Linked DNA regions of Gossypium arboreum: region 1 is linked to region 2. The links are chromatin contacts, called in public Hi-C maps. All regions are on one chromosome and are shown on one strand. Each heading gives the region's core, a stretch centred on a gene start, on an enhancer-like site or on the middle of the called end of the contact. The rest is flanking DNA. Distances are from core to core; before and after follow the strand shown. Region 1 holds the start of LOC108474626. Region 2 holds the start of LOC108471056 (QWRF motif-containing protein 2).

Region 1 (2,700 bases), core at 159-2,658, 260 kb before region 2:
ACTCACATTGTTGACAAGAAAGAAAATTATCATCATCACTTACAGTTCCAATACAACAAATGCCACAACAGCAGGAGGGGCAAAACCAGTCACCATCTGGAACTTCCTTGAGGCCCACGCAATTGACATGGAAAGCAGAAGGGCAACGATCACAGCAAATTAACTCCCCCCCATCGCAACAAGCAGAGCAAACATCATCACTCCCACGTGGATTCGAATCGCCCTTCTTCGCAGATGTGGGGATCGTCATCATTGAATCATGAACTTGCCTTTGACAATCAGAAAGAGACCTGCCACTGCCATCGTCCAAGATTATATTAGCAGCCGGCCTATGGTTGGTACTACCCGCATGAGCCTCAAAGGCGGTGAGAGCAAATACCCTGAAACAACAGTCACATTGAATCCCAGTACGAGTTATCCTTCCTCTCATCAATGGATTCCCTGCCTTATTCCGGTAATACACTTTCCCCAAAATCGAAACCACATTGTTGTCTATCAACCAAGAGAGAACAGTTCTTGGGTTACGATGAGATGAATTCGGAACAAGATGCTCTCGTATTCTAATACTCTCTCGTTTGATCACCCGAGGCTCGGCTTGATTTTCTTGTTTTCTCACCTTCTTCCCTCTTTTGGGTGGCGGCAGGGATTTAAATGGAAGAGATTTAGGGAAAGCTGGATTTTCTTGAGTTAAACTCTTTCTTTTCAAGGGTTTCTTGGGCTCCAAGTCAGCAGCCACGGCCACGGCCATTCCTCCTCCTCCCTCGGCCCCGGATGTTTCATCGATGTAACCTTTGCAGGCAGCTTTGAGTGTATAGTAAACCTTGCCTTGCGGTGACTGATATCGTAACTCTTGTCTTCCGTTCTTCTGAGCATACCAAAAAACCCAACCCATGGAAGAAAGATGTTTTTTGGCTTGCAGGGTAGTTTCACTTCTCTTAGTACCAGGTTCTGCTGTACCCCCATTCTTGTACCAATTGAACACCGCATCTGCCATGCTTGACTTTTTAGGATAAACAGATTAGATATGATATAACATTAGTTTAAATAAGTCGACTTCTACTTCGATTAGAAGTCTTGAAGGATAAACAAAGCAAAACTGAGAATTTTATACTCTTGGGTTTATTATTTATAGTAAAATTTTGGTGATGTCGAAATTAGTTTTTTTATGGCGAAGTGGGCAACGATTGAGCTTAAGATAATTATGAAAATTTGCTGTTATTGGGTTGGGTCGCAGCTCAGGAAGTCCAGTTGAAGTTAGATTCATATAAAAACTCGTATTTAACCAAATTAATACTTTAAATCAAAATCAAAAGTTCTGTTTTTACTTTTTCCATGAGAAATTATTTTCAAACTTTTAAAAACAGATAATCAACAGTTCAATCTTTAGCCACCCTTTTCACTTTTTTATTTTTAAAATTTAAGAATCTACAAATTTAATATTTCTTTTTTCTTTAAAAACAATTCTACAAACTTCTCCCAGAGTCCGGGAACTCTAAACCCCCAAACTCGCCTCCTAAAAAGTAAAATTACTTTAATCACGTGTCTAACCCTAATTCCACGTGCTCCATCCCTACACTCGCCTCGTGTCCCAACCTGCCAATTCCCGAATCCCCGTTCGCTTTTCTTTTTACATATAAATTAGGGTTTGTGTAATTTTCTAAATCCATTCCCTTCCCTTGGCTTTATATTCTAATAGGGATTTTCTGTATCACTTTAATGGCTGCATCCTCCTCCCATTCGCTTCTGATATCGTCTTCCTTGTTCTGTTTGGATTCTTTTTGGGTTTTTCGTTCTGTCTATCGTTGTTTAATTTCAAACCTATCTCATTCTCAGATTCTTAGTCAACCTTGTAGTTTCTAACATATAAAAACCGACGGCCGAGAAGTAGTCACCAACATGGGAAAACGTGAGAATTTTTTTCCTCTATTCTTTTTTTGGGTAATTTTTTCTAATTAATTTGATTAAATTTCTGCCTTTTTGACTTTCCAAATTGCTATGGATGTTAGATGATTGATTGTTTGGTGAAGTCGCGTTTGAACAATTTTCTATTATTTGTTTTGGGGTGTGTTTGGCGTCGGTTTTATATTTGTTTTGTTTTAGGTTTTATTTAAGGCTGAATAAAAATAATTATATGAATTTGGCAGGTAAAACTCAGCGCAAAAATGCGACGATGTTAGATAGTGACGATGATAATAGTAGTGTAAGTTCATCGTCGACCATGCGTTCCGATCGAATGTCGGTTTCCGGAACTGAAGAAGTAGAGCTTAATAAGGATAGTTTACTTGATGAAGCTGTGGATAATTTATACGAAAAGAGGTTAGATATAGTTGGATGAAAATTTGATGCATGGTTTTCTTGTTACTGTGGTTAAGGAAGAATAGTTTGGTTAGTTGAAATTAGTTACTTTGTCAAGTTCTCGAGATTTCTCAAAAGTTTTTAGAATAATTATGCTTTTGACTTGGATGTGGCTCAATTGGGCGTTTTTCTCCATTTGTTGAAGGGGTTCAACGCGAGAGAAGGCTTTGGCCTCGATTATCGAAGCTTTCAACAGCAACTTGCAGCATGAGTTCGTGGAGAAGAAGTAAGTTGCTCTCAAGTGTTCTTTAATCTTGGGTTTGATTTATTTTATTGCAAGAATAGCCCAAGGATTTAGGATCATGGTTCTTGAAACGCTAAGAATTAGGAATAGCACACATTCGG
Region 2 (2,700 bases), core at 131-2,630:
CAACCACCGGTTATGAAGTAGCCTCAACAAATTAGCATCCGAAACTTTGTTCTCCCCAATCTTAAAACCATCACCAACAAAGCTCAAAATCGACAGCCTAGTTACCAAATTATCATCCAAACCATTCCTCAGTCTAGGACTCATTCCCCTCGTTGAAGATGACCCAAGCTTACTCGGTGACGCAGGCCGAACTGGCCCATGAATTGGCGGTAACTGTCCTCTGCTATTCAATACACCGTTTGGAGACGAAAAAGGAGTATCAGCTCCGAACTTGTCTGGTACAATTAGCTTAGTGCGCGCTGTATTTTTCTTAGGAACCGGCGAGCCAGGATGGGACCGGCATACCCGATTAGCAGTCTGTTGCCAGGACCGAGCGGAGACCATTATTCCTGGAGGCCCACGCTTAACGTCTACGTTAGCGGAGGAACTTTGTGAAGAACCTGACGTACTACCAGAAGAAACACTTTCAGTATCAGAAGCAGCGAGACCACGTTGAGCCTTAGATTCAACAGGAGTAACGGCTCTTATATCTCTATTATCAGCCATGGAATCTTGCAGTGGCCCAAGTACATTGCCATTAACAGAACCGTTTAATCTCTTCCTCTCATCGGTGCAAGCCATGCTTCTACTAGCCACAGAGTTGGGTAGCCTTAACCTCGCCGGCGACCGCTCCGTCTTTGAAATTTCGGTTTGCTCTGTTCTTCTCGTTTCCAGCGTCGGTTTGCGCCTCTTGGTGGTTTCTTTCTTTGTGGGGCATGGTGATGGAGCTGGTGTAGCTTTGCTAACCTTGTCAGCAGTGTTATTGTTAGCGTTGTCAGTTTTCAAACGCATAGGTTTATTAGACGGCGGGGTCACCGCATGTCTCCTCTCCACCGGTTGAGACCTCTTAATAGCCGATGAAGTCGTGTGTTTTGTGGAAGAATTTGAGTGGGATGAGGAGGTGGACAAACATTTTCGGGAATTTTGAGGGGGCGGAGGGATGGAATTGTGGGGGTCGGAGGGCAACAAGGGAGGCAGTAGTCCAGTTCCTCCCAGGTGTTTGGGGTTTAGGGTAGCAGCAACCATTGGGGGGGCACTCACAAAATTCAATTCCACAGTCTGATCCTTTAATCTCACTCTCTTCCCAACACCTAAACGTATCTAATCATAAACACCTCCAATTTTATATTGAAAAAAACTGTTGGGATTTAACAGATTTTATTCTTTAAACATAAAAACTCAGAATTTTCATAGAGGAGAGAGTGAGAAGGATGTGGGAAAAGATTAGATTAGATTAGATTAGATTAGAGAGCATAAGGGTGGTAATGCTAGGAGTGGCCTATGTAGTATACATTTTGTTTGTAGTATGGAATTTAAAGTGAAGGGAATCTATTGCAGTGGCGGGGTTTTATGGGGATGGATGAGTCGCGTGGAGGAGAGGCAACCTCTGTAGGTCTGTTACTAAACTACTTACACGTGGCTGCCACATTTCTAGTTTCTTCACGAGAAATTACTTTATAAATTCTTTTACCATATTATTTATTTATGGTTCCTACCAAAGTAAATATATCAGTTTTTCACAATATGGAAAAAAGATATGTATTTATTTTTAATTGATAAGAATTATGGATGATGTGGTAAGAAGTAGGGATGAAATTAGGGAGTTAGTAGGGAATGTAATAAATTTAGTAAAATAGAATTTTAAATATTTTTTTAATTTTTATTTTATAATTATTATTACAAACATGTGTGAAAGATTTAAGTGATTAAAAGTTCTAATGATTACTCATAGTGCATAGGCTTTAATTGAAGGCTGAAATTGCAATTACAATAGCTATTGTCAACAACTTGAGCAACATTTGGAGTGATCGTATTATGATAACGTGTTATAAAATAAGAGAGATGGAGAACAAAGAATAAAGAAAATATAAAAGGAATAAAAAAATATACTTTATTGATCAAATGGATGATTACAATACTTCGTCAAAGTCTCTATTTATAATTCTACTAACTAAGTATATTAAAACTTTATATTGATCATGATGGGCATCCACTTAATAAGATATTCATAACAAAATAAAATTTATAAAAATCATTAAAATTTATGATAATTATTAGATATTAATTAAAAACCATAAAAGTTTATAAAATTTAGAAAAATTAATTTATTAAAATTTTAGAAATTAATTAAAACCATATAAATTATTTATTAAATGTTTTTAAAATTATTTTCTCATTTTACTAAATTATTTAACTAATATAATTTATTTTAAGTATATCAAACATTGGAATTCTTTTTTTTCTTATGCATACTATTGAGAGTTCTTCTAAAATGTTATGCCTTCTTAATAATCAATGGCTTTTTTAATTAATGGTAAGTTGCTATATTTTTATAAAATGAGAAAAATAATTTTTATAAAATATTTATATTTTAAATATAGCTTTTAATTAATTTTTAAAAAATTCTAAATTAAATTTCTAATTTTTAACCATTTTTAATATTTTTTAAAAAATTATAAAAACTTTATGGTTTTAATTAGCTTTTAGTAATTATTATAAATTTTAATGATTGTTTTATAAATTTTATCTTTTTATAATTCTACGCTTGGACTACCATTTGCTCAAATATATTGTGTACTACAAAATTATGGACTCCACGGAGCGCAAAGGGAGAGATGACGATGAAATAATGAGTCGGTCGTTAAAGAAAGTTTGTATAAA

What was found. Hi-C and Micro-C count contacts between places; a contact is called where the count stands out from the background.
Region 1: a contact with region 2 is called in a Hi-C map of leaf, with 4 times the contacts expected there. The contact joins the promoter of LOC108474626 here to the promoter of LOC108471056 in region 2. A contact is called at or near these places in 2 of 5 Hi-C or Micro-C datasets (both in leaf).

The regions. Positions count from the first base shown.
Region 1 is chr3:116,680,249-116,682,948 of ASM2569848v2, reverse strand. LOC108474626 reads left to right here and starts at 1,408. Exons shown (of 13, transcript XM_053025821.1): 1 at 1,408-1,938; 2 at 2,145-2,316; 3 at 2,501-2,581. The coding sequence starts at 2,171. It overlaps LOC108475157 (increased DNA methylation 1-like), which reads right to left and starts at 994. Exons shown (of 1, transcript XM_017777148.1): 1 at 1-994. The coding sequence starts at 994.
Region 2 is chr3:116,420,866-116,423,565 of ASM2569848v2, reverse strand. LOC108471056 (QWRF motif-containing protein 2) reads right to left here and starts at 1,380. Exons shown (of 6, transcript XM_017772625.2): 1 at 1-1,380. The coding sequence starts at 1,065.